2 separate regions of the Oryctolagus cuniculus genome follow, and region 1 is linked to region 2. The links are chromatin contacts, called in public Hi-C maps. All regions are on one chromosome and are shown on one strand. The core of a region is the stretch at or near the end of the contact, and the rest is flanking DNA. Distances in the headings are between cores, read along the strand shown. Region 1 overlaps SSC5D (scavenger receptor cysteine rich family member with 5 domains). Region 2 holds the start of ZNF784 (zinc finger protein 784).

What was found. A called contact is a pair of places that touch in the nucleus more often than the background predicts.
Region 1: a Hi-C map of an unstated tissue shows a contact between it and region 2, with 1.8 times the contacts expected there. The contact joins the enhancer-like site here to the promoter of ZNF784 in region 2. A contact is called at or near these places in 2 of 6 Hi-C or Micro-C datasets (ear pinna and an unstated tissue).

Annotation. Positions count from the first base shown.
Region 1 is chr18:3,447,477-3,454,746 of mOryCun1.1, forward strand. SSC5D (scavenger receptor cysteine rich family member with 5 domains) reads right to left here. Exons shown (of 14, transcript XM_070063625.1): 13 at 6,397-6,558; 14 at 1,187-2,908. The coding sequence ends at 1,269. LOC138846816 (a long non-coding RNA gene) reads left to right here and starts at 6,548. Exons shown (of 2, transcript XR_011384339.1): 1 at 6,548-6,684; 2 at 6,937-7,238. Within about 2 kb of position 2,630, at least 1 of the 8 cell types and tissues checked has an H3K27ac peak or open chromatin away from gene starts, as enhancers often do.
Region 2 is chr18:3,365,869-3,373,175 of mOryCun1.1, forward strand. It overlaps ZNF784 (zinc finger protein 784), which reads left to right and starts at 5,661. Exons shown (of 2, transcript XM_070063618.1): 1 at 5,661-5,808; 2 at 6,614-7,307. The coding sequence starts at 5,731. It overlaps ZNF865 (zinc finger protein 865), which reads right to left. Exons shown (of 5, transcript XM_070063615.1): 3 at 6,182-6,301; 4 at 5,118-5,289; 5 at 3,621-3,854. The coding sequence ends at 3,736.

The DNA of each region.
Region 1 (7,270 bases), core at 1,380-3,879, 79 kb after region 2:
ACACCTCCCCCACCTCTCTGTGCCGGTCCATCAGATGCGATGGCGACAGTAGCCACGCACTGAGAGCCACGCCTGTCCCCAGCGCTCCCAGACGCACGGATTGATCGCAACCTCCCGAGGCAAGCACTATTATTATCTTCCTTTTATAGTCCGGGAGGCTCAACCAGGAGGTCAGGTAACCGGCTCAGCGCTCCAGCCCCAAGGCTCGCGGGTCATCTGCTGAGCTGTGGTAACCGTAGCCTCCCCCGCGGGTGTGTGTGAGACTGGGTGACAGCACACACGCAAAGCCCTCAAAACAGAGCCTGACACGGTGAGCACCCAGTAAGCATTAGTCAGTATGGAGAGGAGGCACTCATTCCCCACAGAGACCGACTGACTGTGTGCTCTGCATCAGCCCCTCACCCACAGGCGGACACAGGCGTGACAACAGAGAGCTCGATCGTCGTCATGACCGCCACCAAGCTCACCAACAGCAGGCGCCTTCCCTCATCAGATCACCAGCCTCACCACAACCATCACCACCACCACAACCATCATCACACCCTATGTACAACCATTATTACCACCCTACGTACAACCATCACCAACACCATCCACCACAACCATCATCACACCCTATGTACAACCATCACCAACACCACCCACCACAACCATCATCACACCCTACAACCATCACCAATACCATCCACCACGACCATCATCACCAACACCACCCACCACAACCATCATAACACCCTATGTACAACCATCACCAATACCATCCACCACAACCATAATCAACCATAATCACTGCCAACACCATCCACAACCATCACCACCACCCTAATTACAGCCATCATCACCATCATCCACCACCATAACCACAAACATCATCACCACCAATACCATCCACCACCACCCTCACAACCATCACTATCACTACCTCTACCATAACTGTCACCACCACCAGTATCTACCACCTTAACATCACTCCCTCCATAGCCACAACCGTCACCACCATCACTACCTCTACCACCAGTAACATCCACTATAATCACCACCATCACCGTCACCATCTTCATCACCATCACCACCATCATGATCATGGCCTCTAGACGACATGGCACTTGCAGCATTCACAAATCAAGATCAGTCTGTGATTCTCTGACCAGGGCTCCCCTTGTCCCCAAGAAACATCACTCATGCCTTGTTTTCAATCAGATACTTTTTCGCTTTTGTTGTTGTTGCTAAGAGTATCTTAAATCCCCTCCCCCGAACCCTGCAGAGGGTCACACGTCTCCCCTCAGAGGCCTCTCTTCCTCTTCTGGGGTGGTGGTGGTTGGCACAGGTGTGCTAGGAGGCCAGGCCACCTCTGCCAGTCTCTTCACAGCCTCACTCAGCTGCCCCAGGCCTTGGGCGGCCTCTCCCAGCTGAGTCAGTCCCAGCCACAGGGTCTGGCGCTCCTGCCGGTCCTGCTCCAGGACCTGGGTCAGCCTCTGCAGCTGGCCACTCACGTCCCTCACAGCAGCCACCAGCTCCACTAGGGCAGGCGGCTCACAAGCCATGACCCTCATGGGTGGTGCTGGGGCCACACATGGGCCAAGGGGACCTGGGCTCTGACCAGGAGTTGGCTGGAGGGTGTGGTGGTCAGGGGGAAGTTGGCCTGAGGGAAGGGCCGTGGAGGAGAGGTGGAGGTATGGGGTCACGGTGGAGTCGGAGGTGGAGCGTGGGCTCTGGGTGGCTGCAGGGGGTGCTGTGAAGTCCTCAGTGGACACTGGGTCCATGCTTGGACTGGAATCTGAGGCTGAAGAGGGCTCTACCTGAGAGGTGGGAGCATCAAGGGCAGGTGCTTTGACAGTCTGCTGGGGATATGGGCTGGGCATCGCCGTGGGTGCCGGGGTGAGAGAAGGAAGTTCTGTCCCCAAGGAGGCTGGAAGGGACTTGGTGGTGACGACAGGGGCTGAGGTAGGATCGGGAGTCATGGTGGATTGGAGGGTCCTGCTGAGTTGAAGGGTGGTGGTGGGGTGAGCAGTTGTGTTGGGGGCAGGGGTGGTGGCAGGTTGAACAGTGGTTGTGGGTTGAACAGTGGTTGTGGGTTGAGAGGTGGTGGTTGGTTGAACAGTGGTTGTGTATTGAATAGTGGTTGTTGGTTGAACAGTGGTTGTGGGTTGAGGGGTGGTGGTTGGTTGAACAGTGGTTGTGTGTTGAATAATGGTTGTGGGCTGAGGGGTGGTTGTGGGTTGAACAATGGTAGTGGGTTGAGGGGTGGTTGTGGGTTGAGGGGTGGTTGTGGGTTGAACAGCTGTTGTGGGTTGAACAGTGGTTGTGGGTTGAACAGCTGTTGTGGGTTGAACAGCTGTTGTCGGTTGAGGGGTGGTTGTGGGATGAATAGCGGTTGTGGGTTGAGGGGTGCTGGGGAGATGAGTGGCAGTGGTAGGGTGAGGGCTAGTGCTGGGGCCAGGGGTGGTGGCTGTGGTGGTTGTGGGGTGAGGGCGTGTGGCGGCGCCTGTGGGTCCGGAAAGCTCTGGGACTGTTCCAGGGTACGCAGTTGTGTCCAAGTCTGGAGTGGTCTCAGGTTCTGGGGTCAGCTCTGAGGTAGGGGAAAGGCTGGTCACCTCCGAAGCTGCCGAGGGGCCAGCGGTCAGTTCTTCCGGCGGGGTGGGCGAGAGCCCCCTGGCCGGCTGTGGAGCTGCGCTGGGGGCAGGGGTCGTCAAGGCCCAGTCGGGACCCATCCAGGAGGCTGGCTCCGTGGTGGGCGGCAGGGTGTTAGGGTCGGAGGTCGCCTCGGCAGTTGGAGCTGGGTCCGGGATGACCTGTGGCCCTGAGTCAGCGGTCAGCGGGGCGCCAGGGGTGCCCGGCGAGGCGGAGGGAGCTGGGGACTGCGTGGGCCGCAGCAGCCGGCGCTCGGGGCCCGCTTTCCTCAGGGAACCTGGAGGAGGAGGAGGAGGAGCAGACAGAGGTCCCGCTGAGGTCGGCTCGCCCCGCCCACACGGACAGGCCCCGCCCCCCGGGCCTGCCAATGGAAGGCGCAGGGCCTCGTGACGTCAGGGGTCGCCGGCAGACTTCGCCCGGCCCTAGCGCCCCTCCTCCCCGCCGCGTCTGCAGCGCCACCTGGCGTCCGCTGCTGCGGGAAATGTGCGGGGGGGGGGGGGGGGGGGGCAGGAGTGCAACCCTGCTCGTCAAAATACGAGTTTCTATGCAGGCTTTCAGCAATCAAAACCAAAGCGAGAGGTCCGCGATGAACCAAAAGCCAAAACGTCAACCTAAGGCAGAATTGGGCGGGCAGCTGAGGGCAGGATTTTCCCGTTTCCTTGCGATTCTGATATTTAGTTCATTGTGGACTTTTTTTTTTTTGCATTAATTTTGATTTTTAAAAAAACTGACATGCCTGCATTTGTATGTCACCTTCGGCAGCTCGGGGCCCAGAGGACCCTCGCCCTCTTCCTGGCCTGGCTTCTCCAAGTGGATCTCGCCCCTTCACAGACGAGGGCAATCACGCCAAGAGGCCCGGACCCCAGTGGCCTGCACCGAGTGACCGGACACCACCGTCTCCATGACGGCCACTGGCCACGTGCGGCTACCAGCCGGCGAGACGTGGCACGTGCAGACCGGGAGCTGGGCTTTCCCGAACATGGATCCGTGGGGAGCTGTCACCTGTGTTAGCTGAAGCACGGGGGCCCGCTCAGCACTGGAGACCCCCACTCGAGCCTGTGGGGTCTCTGAGGCACACCCCTTCCCTGGCTGCCGGCTGCAGGGTTGGAGAGGTGGGTGAGTCAAGGGGTCGGCCTCACGCCGGAGCCAAACCCCAGTCCCGGCAGGTGCCTGCACCGCCTGCTTCTCCCTCACCCAGACCCGGCCGTGCACGGCTGAGGCGCCCCCTTGGGGAGCGCAGGCCTGTGCAAAGCTCCGGACGGCACTCTGGTGACACCCGTGCCTCGGCGCCCCGGCCTGTGACCGGGCACGGTCGTGTGCGTGGACAGGACAGGATGAGCGCAGGGCACGCCCGACACCGCTGCGCGGCTCGGTCATTCTTTCCTCCGTCTCCACCAGGTGAGACGCGGCAGCGGCTCGGACGCCGGGCTGGCAGCCGGCATGGTCGTGTGCGTGCACAGGACAGGATGAGCTCGGACGCCGGGCTGGGAGCGGGCTCCCGGCTTTCAGACTTAAGCACAAAGCCCCACGGACCGCCCCCCGCAGGATGTCGCGGTCACACGGTCCCTCCGGCTTCCGTTCAGATGCTCTTCCTCTCCAGGCCGCACCCTCCCTGCTCGCTCCCACGGGCTCCCCCGGCGAGCCTGACACCCGTCCTTAGAGACGGCGTTTTAGACGCTGCGTGCCAGGGCTTCTGCACTTGGCTTCTAACTTCTGCGCGCCATTCGGCTGGAACCCCCTGTGCCCTCCGCGTTCTTGCTCCCTGCTCTGCTGTGCGCACCCTGGTCACGCAGAGTCCTGTGCCTGTCTCCCGTCCATTCCCCCCATGGCTTGCACGCCCCTCGCCTCCAGCTGTGACCTCCTGCAGCCTGGGTAAGCGCCCCTCGCCTCCAGCAGCACCCACGGGGCCTCAGCTGTGACCTCCCACGGCCTGGGTAAGCGCCCCTCGCCTCCAGCAGCACCGCACGGGGCCTCAGCTGTGACCTCCCGCGGCCTGGGTAAGCGCCCCTCGCCTCCAGCTGTGACCTCCCGCGGCCTGGGTAAGCGCCCCTCGCCTCCAGCAGCACCGCACGAGGCCTCAGCTGTGACCTCCCGCGGCCTGGGTAAGCGCCCCTCGCCTCCAGCAGCACCGCACGGGGCCTCAGCTGTGACCTCCCGCGGCCTGGGTAAGCGCCCCTCGCCTCCAGCAGCACCGCACGGGGGGGCCTCAGCTGTGACCTCCCGCAGCCTGGGTAAGCGCCCCTCGCCTCCAGCAGCACCGCACGGGGCCTCAGCTGTGACCTCCCACGGCCTGGGTAAGCGCCCCTCGCCTCCAGCAGCACCCACGGGGCCCCAGCTGTGACCTCCGGCAGCCTGGGTAAGCGCCCCTCGCCTCCAGCAGCACCCACGGGGCCCCAGCTGTGACCTCCGGCAGCCTGGGTAAGCGCCCCTCGCCTCCAGCAGCACCGCACGGGGCCCCAGCTGTGACCTCCCGCGGCCTGGGTAAGCGCCCCTCGCCTCCAGCAGCACCACACGGGGCCCCAGCTGTGACCTCCGGCAGCCTGGGTAAGCGCCCCTCGCCTCCAGCAGCACCCACGGGGCCCCAGCTGTGACCTCCCGCAGCCTGGGTAAGCGCCCCTCGCCTCCAGCAGCACCGCACGGGGCCCCAGCTGTGACCTCCCGCGGCCTGGGTAAGCGCCCCTCGCCTCCAGCAGCACCGCACGGGGCCCCAGCTGTGACCTCCCGCGGCCTGGGTAAGCGCCCCTCGCCTCCAGCAGCACCGCACGGGGCCTCAGCTGTGACCTCCCGCGGCCTGGGTAAGCGCCCCTCGCCTCCAGCAGCACCGCACGGGGCCTCAGCTGTGACCTCCCGCGGCCTGGGTAAGCGCCCCTCGCCTCCAGCAGCACCGCACGGGGCCTCAGCTGTGACCTCCCGCGGCCTGGGTAAGCGCCCCTCGCCTCCAGCAGCACCCACGGGGCCTCAGCTGTGACCTCCCGCGGCCTGGGTAAGCGCCCCTCGCCTCCAGCAGCACCCACGGGGCCTCAGCTGTGACCTCCCGCGGCCTGGGTAAGCGCCCCTCGCCTCCAGCAGCACCCACGGGGCCTCAGCTGTGACCTCCCGCGGCCTGGGTAAGCGCCCCTCGCCTCCAGCAGCACCGCACGGGGCCCCAGCTGTGACCTCCCGCGGCCTGGGTAAGCGCCCCTCGCCTCCAGCAGCACCGCACGGGGCCTCAGCTGTGACCTCCCGCGGCCTGGGTAAGACTCGCTCCGGGACGTGCGCGTAGGGGCGGGGTTGCGGCTCACCGCGTAAAGCACGCTGAACCTCCATGAAGAAAATGCTGCCTACCTCTGCCGTCCCGCCACGGCCTCCCCCGTCCCTGCTGCTACCCAGCTCCCTCCTTCCTCGTCCTTTGCATTTCTTGATCCTTGGTGGCCGTGAGCACGTCCACGTAGACGTGGCCACGTGGGCTCCCCTCTCCACGTGACATCTGTTTGCATCTTTTGCTGGTTCTCCTTTGGGGTTTCCGGCCGCCCTCTCTGACCTGCGGGGTCGCGCCAGGCTGGACGACCCTTGGCTGTGCGCTGTCACCTGCTTGCCCCCCCACTGGATGCCAAGGGGCAGCCTTCGTCCACCACAGCCCCCAGACGCCTCCACGTTGCAGACAAGAACCCCTCGCTTGAGGACACATTTCTGCGGGGTCTTTCTGGTGACCGTGGGGGAAGTTCGGAGTCCGCCCCTCTGCCCCACAGCGTGTCCCCCAGGCCCTCACCCCAGCCAGCGCCTCACCTGTGTCCCCACGGGCCCTGGGAGCTGCAGAGGGATGGCCTGGGCTCCTGGTGGTGCTGGTGGTAAGAACGGGTCCAGGTTTGCCTGTGGTGGGGGTCCCCTTGGCCAGACCCCTTCCCAAAGGTGTGTCCCTTGTCCAAGACTGGTAACCATCCGGGTCGCCTGGAAAGACATGGGGTAGGGGGTGCTGTCTCCAGTTTCCCTTTGGGCGGAGACTCCGCCAGGCCCCGCCCAGCCCTGACATCACGGGACCATCATGCGGGCTCCGGACGCCAGAAACCGGCTAAGGTACTTCACCAAGTAAGAGCATTTGTTACTTCAGTCCCTCGGGCTTCGTTGTCCCTTGGGAAAACGTTTCCATAACACCCTTCTTACCACACCTTTCCCTGGGCTTGGTTTGGTTTTTTGGCCACGACACTTGGATAGTCTGTACAGCATGTAAGTGCATCACACATAACACACACAGTATAAATGCCATTCCATTTAGGGAGAATGGAAAGATAACTGTCTAGCTAAGTTCATCAAAAATACCTATTTCAGGGCTGGCCCTGTGGCGCAGTGGGTCAAGCCACCGCCTGTGATGCCGGCATCCCACGTGAGTGCCAGCTCCAGCCCCGGCTGCTCCATCTCCCACCCAGCTCCCTGCTAATGCTCCGGGAAGGCAGCAGAAGACGGCCCGAGTACCTGAGCCCCTGCCACACGCACGGAAGACCCAGGTCCCCGGCTTCTGCCTGGCCCAGCCCTGGTCGTTGCGGCCATTTGGGGAGTGAACCCGCAGATGGAACCGCTCTCCCAGTCTCTCTGTAACTCTGCCTTTCAAATACATAATTTTTAACCCTTAACAAGAGCTTCCCGGAGATACAATTTGCACACT
Region 2 (7,307 bases), core at 4,411-6,910:
CAGTGCGGCGGGCTAGGCGCCCGGCGCTCCATCCAGTGGGGCGGGTTCGAGTCCCGGCTGCTCCACTTCCCACAGCTCCCAGCTACGGCCTGGAAGCAGCATGAGGCGGCCCGAGTCCTGGGCCCCTGCACCCCCTGGGAGACCCGGGTGCAGCTCCGGGCTCCTGGCTTCGGATCGGCGCAGCTCCGGCCGTTGTGGCCGACTGGGGCGTGAACCAGCGGATGGAAGACCTCTCTCTCCCTCTCTCTCTCTCTGCCTCTCCTGTCTCTGTGCAACTCTTTCAGATAAATAAGTAAATCTTTAAAAAGAAAGAAAAAGACTAGCCACTGCCTCACACACATTTCCAGTGCCCTGTAAGCTTAAATTCGTACCTGACGGTTGGCGGTGTGGTTGCATCAAGCCGTAGCCTGGGAGGTTCGAGTCCCGGCTGCTCCACTTCTGACCCAGCTCCCTGCTAATGCCCCTGGGAAAGCAGCAGATGACCCGAGTACGGGCCCCTGCACCCACGTGGGAGACCCGGATGGAGCTCAGCCTGGCCCACCCTGGCCGCTGTGGCCGTTTGGGCGATGAACCAGCAGATGGAGGACCCCTCTCTCCCTCTGCCTGAAAGAAAGGATTAATTTTCCCCAAACTGGGTGACAATGCTAAACCTACAACGTTGTGAGCCTGAAATAAAACTGTACTAAGCTTTTTGCTAAACCGTAAGGGGAACGTTGACGTATCTTCCTATTCCCCACAGTGTTGGCTGTTCACTAAGTTTTTGTGAGCTGGAATCGCACCAGTTTGGGAGGACTAAGCTTAATTTAAAAAAAAAATTTTTTTTTTTTTTTGACAAGCAGAGTGGACAGTGAGAGAGAGAGACAGAGAGAGAAAGGTCTTCCTTTGCCGTTGGTTCACCCTCCAGTGGCCGTCACGGCCGGTGCACTGCGCTGATCCGAAGGCAGGAGCCAGGTGCTTTTCCTGGTCTCCCATGGGGTGCAGGGCCCAAGCACTTGGGCCATCCTCCACTGCACTCCCTGGCCACAGCAGAGAGCTGGCCTGGAAGAGGGGCAACCGGGACAGAATCCGGTGCCCCGACCGGGACTAGAACCCGGTGTGCCGGCGCCACAGGCGGAGGATTAGCCTAGTGAGCCGCGGCGCTGGCCAGGACTAAGCTTAATTACAGCTTCACCTGCGTCCAGAGGGCCTGCGGCACCTCTCGCAGTCCTTCTCCAGGGAGATTGGTGTGGGGCTTTGAAGGCTCTTGGTCTGGGTAACCCACATTCCCGCTTTAGTGCCGACAGAATCGGTGCGAGTGGCAGGGGAATGACAATTAGGGGTGAAAGGAGGCTTCCTGGTTTTGCGTGTCTGAACTGTCGGTTATTTTTACGTCGTTGATGGTCAGAGATGTAGTTAAGGATGTACAGTGACCTCGGCGTATGCAGAACAAAATCAGGGTAGGAAGAGCAAATCAGAAAACGCAGAATAGAGGGTATTCTATGCACCGAGCCATGCCAGGTAGTAAATTAATAAAAATATGCAGTGTTTCTTGAAGAATGAGATTTTCACGTGGTGAGCATCCTTCCCGCGCTGTGACTGGCCACGATTTCAGTCCTCACATCGAATCCGTGTTGATGCGTATAATCAGCTCTGCACTCCTTCTTAACTGCAGGAGTTTCACTTTTTTTTTTTTTTTTTTTTTTTGACAGGCAGAGTGGACAGTGAGAGAGAGAGAGACAGAGAAAGGTCTTCCTTTTGCCGTTGGTTCACCCTCCAATGGCCGCCGCGGCCGGCACAACGCGCTGATCCAATGGCAGGAGCCAGGTTCTTCTCCTGGTCTCCCATGGGGTGCAGGGCCCAAGCACCTGGGCCATCCTCCACTGCACTCCCTGGCCACAGCAGAGAGCTGGCCTGGAAGAGGGGCAACCAGGACAGAATCCGGCGCCCCAACCGGAACTAGAACCCGGGGTGCCGGCGCCACTAGGCGGAGGATTAGCCTAGTGAGCCGCGGCGCCGGCCAGAAGTTTCATTTTCAACTTCCAAGGGCTGGTCCCTGCCTGACACTTGAGTTCTCAGTCAGTTAAAATTGTCAGTGTGATTGACTGCAGTCCCAACAGGCAGATCTGAGGATGCCTGCGGGCCTAGGACCTCAGAATTGTTGCCAGCTCTGTGTCCATTCACTCAGGCACCCCCCATCCAACGCTCCAATGCAGGAATTCACTAGCGCCACAGCACCGGCTACAAAACTGTTGTTTTTAAAGATAGTTATTTATTTGGAAGGCAGTGTGTATGTGTGTGTGTGAGAGAGAGAGAGAGAGCTTGCATCCACTGACTCACCCCCCAGATGGCCACAATAGCCATCAGCCAGGCCAAAAAGTCAGGAGCCAGGAAACCTGACCTTGCACGTGGGAGACAGGGGCCCAGGTACTTGGGCCACCTTCCACTACCTTCCCAGACACATTAGCAGGGAGCCAGGTCTTGAATCTGCTCAAATCCAGACGGCTAGTGTGGCAGGCTGCAGCTTAACCCACTGCAGCGCAGCGCCAAGCTCTGTTGTGTCATCGTCATCATTATTGTTTTATTTGAGAGACAGAGAGAACGAGCATCCATCCGTCGGGTCGCTCAGATGCCTACGACAGCTGGGGCTGGGCCAGGAACTCAGTCTTCTCCTGCATGGGTACAGGTACTGAGCCATCATCACTGCCTCCCTGGGTCTCCATAAGCAGGAAGCTGGAACCCAGACCCAGAGCCAGGAGCTGAACCCAGGCGCTCTGACGCACATGGGGCACTTTAGACGCTGGGCTCAACGCCGCCTCCAGCCGACTCATTCTCAAAGACGGGGATCCAGGCTCAGGGAGGAGTGATGTGGTCAGGGCTTCACAGCTCGCGGCAAGCAGGGGCCACCGTGAGCCAGGCCAGACCCTGCTTCTTCTGGATCCGGTCTAGGATTCCTCCTGCCGTTTTCTGGAGGCCTCCCTGTGGCAGACATGAGCCTCGGGTCCTGCAGGAGCCTGGCCGTGACCGCCAGGATCCAGCCTCACCATGACTCCTTGGCAACCGCGCGAGGTAGGCACCACGCACTCCCCAACAGGAAGCTGGCAGCGAGAGCTCACTTACCCATCAGTCAGCAGGTGTACACAAGGCTCTTAGGGACCATGAAAACGTTCGGCTTCGGTTAAATCACAAGAACAGAGGCAGCCTGGGCTCTGTCTGGAATATAATCTGCGATGTATTTTGTGGCCGAGAGGGCCCGCAAAGGCACAAACGCCCGCGCTCGTGACACTCAGGGACAGCTTTGCAGAGGTCAGCTGCCCGGCTCAGTGGCCGTATCGAGGCCGAAGGTATTCCTCTTCTTTGACCCAGCCATTCAAGCCCCAGGAACACAACCTACAGAGTACTGCTCCCTTTCAAGGAGACCCGGGCCCGCACATCTGTGGTGCAGCGCTTGTAGTCGTGACAAGAAATTGGATCCGACCTAAGGTGTGTGAGCGTGAGGACAAGCGCTTGTCACGTAGCCGGGTGGAGGCTGCCACACCGCGCAGCGAGTGAGGACTGCGGGTGCCCATGCAGACAACCACCAAACCTGTGTCAGCGAGGACAGTGAGGACAAGTTCTGCGGATGGCTACAGTTGAAGGTACAATTTTTTATTCTTAAAAAACATTTATTTATTCATCTGAAATTCAGAGTTACAGAGAGGGAGAGACACAGAGAGAGATAGTCCGTCTGCTGGTTCACTCCCCAAATGGCCGTAATAGTCAGGGCTGGACCAGGCCAAAGTCAGGAGCCAGGAGCTTCTTCTGGGTCTCCCACGCGGGTGCAGGGGTCCGAGGACTTGGGCCATCCTCTGCTGCTTTCCCAGGCGCTTTGCAGGGAGCTGGAGCGGAAGCAGAGCAGCCGGGACTTGAACCGGCGCCCGTGTGAAAAGCCAGCACTGCAGGCAGCTGCTTAACCCACTGCACCACAGCGCTGGCCCCTACTATTTCTTTTTTAAAAGACATCTATTTCTTTGAAAGGCAGAGGTACAGGGAGAGAGGGAGAGACAGACTGGTTCACGCCCCAAACGACAGCAATGGCTGAGCCTGGAGCTTCACCCAGACCTCCCAAGACGGTGCAGGGGCCCAAGGACTTAAACGCTTCCTTCGGCTGCTTTGCCAGGCGCATTAGCAGGGAGCTGGGTTGGAGGTGGAGCGCCGGGACTCCGACTGGCGCCCATAGGCTTCACCCGCTGCGCCACAGCACCGGCTCAGGACAGCATATCAGGTCACTGATGCAGCAAAGTTAGAGACGTGCTGGGAGCGCCGGACAGAGCCATGCATGCCTTGGGCGGGTATGGAAGGACACAGGGCTCAGCTGTGTCTGTAATGCATGGGGAGGGGCTGGGGAGGGGGCGCAGGAGTCACTGTGTCACTGCCAGCCTTTGTGTGCAGAACTGGTCCATCATAGAAGACATCTGAGTGAGAGCTCTGTGTATCTGAGTGAGCAGGCTGCAGCGTGAGGACAGAACCAACGTGGGCCTAAATGCCTTAGGGGCCGGGCGGCGCTGTGGCTCACCGGGTAAAGCCGCCTCCTGCGGCGCCGGCTTCCCATATGGGCGCCGGTTCGAGTCCAGGCTGCTCCACTTCCCATCCAGCTCTCTGCTGTGGCCTGGGAAAGCAGTAGAAGATGGCCCAAGTCCTGGGACCCCTGCACCTGCGTGGGAGACCAGGAGGAAGCTCCTGGCTCCTGGCTTCGGATCGGTGCAGCTCTGGCCGTTGCCGCCAGTGGGGGAGTGAACCAGCAGATGGAAGACCTCTCTCTCTCTCTCTCTCTCTCTCTCTCTCTCTGCCTCCCGGTAGCTCTCTCTGCCTTTCAAGTAAATAAATAAATCTTCTAAAAACCTGCTTTAGGGGCAAGGCGTCGGCACTGTGGCTGCTTTGCCTGCGTGGACACCCAAACGGGGCTTGAATACCAGTGCCACCCAGCATGCACTGGGCCCCCGACACCGGCCGTGGTCTAGCCCGCCTGCAGCCGGCATGACCCCGCTCCCACGCGGACTCCCCGCTCCCACGGGAGGCGCTAAGGGAGAGGCGGCCCCACCCCGCTCCCACGCGGACTCCCCGCTCCCACGGGACGCGCTAAGGGAGAGGCGCGGCCCCACCCTGAGTCCACGCGGAGGCGAGATCCGGACGTCGCTGCGGACCCGCCCGGGGCCCGGTCCTCGGTGCTGCCGGACACGCGCGGCCCCGGGCTGCTCCCGCCAGACGCCACGCCCACCTGTGGGCTCTGCTTCCTCTCAGGTCCGCGCTGTTTTCGGGGTTTCTTTCCACGGGCTTTGGGGGAAAAAAAAAAAAAAAACCTCGCATTCGCGAACTCGGAGCCATGACGTCATCGCGAACTTTAAAAAATACCTCACATTCGCGAACTCGGCGCCATGACGTCACCACGAGCCGCGCCAACCCCGAAAAGGTTTTCTCTGCCACACCGCGGAGGTTCAATCCCGGGGCCGGGGGGCTGCTCGCGCCGGCTCACGGCGGCGGGCGTTCGGTTTGCTCCCCGCCGCCGCACCAGCGGTAACGCGAAAACCGCGCCAAACCTCCCGGCCGCGGCTCGGGGAGCGCCCCGCCACGCCCCTCCAGCCACAGCCCCGCCCCGCCAGCCACAGCCACGCCCCCGCCACCCCGCAGGGCGCCTGCGCAGTAGCCCGTCGCCGGCCCGAGCCCCGCCCCCCTCCGCAGCACTCATTGGCCTCGGGGGCGGGACTCGGGCACAAGATGGCCGCCGCGCGCCCGGAGCCCCCGAGCCCGAGCTCAGCGACCCCGGAGTCGCGGTCCCCGGAGCCTCCGGACCTGGTGCGGGTGAAAAGGGGGCCTGGGTGAGGGTCTCGAGGTGCAGGGGATGGGGGCGGGGGGGCGGGACTTGGGAAGCTTGGGCGTAGCGGGCAGGTATTCAGGGCTCCGTCCTGGGGGAGCTGAGGGGGCGGGGCCCGAGGCCAGCGGTGACTGGGGGCGGGGTTTGATTTGCATGATCAGGGGCGGAGTCGCGGAGGGGCGGGCTCGGGAATCCCGGGCGGGGCTAGTGGAGCCGGGTGGCAGTGTTGGGGAGGGTGACCCTGGGTGATCCCGGGAGGGTTGGGGTCGGGTCCCGGGGATGCGGGGAGGGACCCTGCCCTAGGGAAGTCCTGGGGGGCGGGGACGTCCGTTCTTTCCGCGCGCGCGCACTTACGGAGCGCGGCCCCGGGCTCCGGGAGGCCGGTGTCCGAGCCGCGCTGGGCCTCTGTTCTCCCGGAGCCGGGGGTGTCCTGCGGGCAGAGGGACAGCGCTCGGAGGTTGCTGGCGACTCCTTCTATAAAGGACAGGAAATCAGAGTGAGCCAGGACGGGGGGGGGGGGGCTGCACTCCGAGGGGAGCCGTCCTCGGGGTCGGCGAGATGAGCGGGTCCGGGTGCCCTCGGAGCCCTCGGAGGGTCTCCAGCGGACACTCGGTGTGGTCGGCAGGCCGCTCAGGCTGCTCCGGGCAGGCGCAGGTCCCTTTAGGGGCCGGACCCAGAGTCCCCGTCGGGCAGCGGGGGCTGTGCGGGTCGGGGGGTGTGCAGACCGCAGAGGTCTTGTGCAGCGCCACAGCTTCCCCTCCTCCTCCTCTTACCCCCCCCCCCCAGGTCCTGCTGCCCGACGCTGGCCGCCCGCCCACGCCCCCGAGTGACCTCATCGAGATCCAGGTGGTGAAGGTGACGGACACCACGCTGGTCCCCGAGCCCCCGGAGCCAGGCTCCCTGCGCTGCGCATTGTGCCCCGCCGCCTTCCGGCTGGTGTCGGACCTGCTGTTCCACGAGCACGGCCACCTGGCCCGGGCGGACGGAGACCCCGGCCGGTGCCACGTGTGCGGCCACCGCTGCCCGGGCCCCGCCAGCCTGCGCGCCCACTACAGCCTGCACACGGGCGAGCGGCCCTACCGCTGCGCCCGGTGCCCGCGGGCCTTCAAGGCCCTGGCGCCGCTGCTGCGCCACCAGCGCCGGCACGGCGTGGAGCCCGGAGCCCCGCGCAGGCCCCCGGAGGCGGCCGCGGCGGGCGGGCAGGGGCCCGGGCCGCCGGCCGAGCGCGCCGAGGTGGTGCTGGCGGCGGCGGCGGCCGGCGCGGCCGTGGGGAAGCCGTTCGCCTGCCGCTTCTGCGCCAAGCCGTTCCGCCGCTCGTCCGACATGCGGGACCACGAGCGCGTGCACACGGGCGAGCGGCCCTACCACTGCGGCGTGTGCGGCAAGGGCTTCACGCAGTCCTCGGTGCTCAGCGGCCACGCGCGCATCCACACGGGCGAGCGCCCCTTCCGCTGCGGCCTCTGCGACCGCACCTTCAACA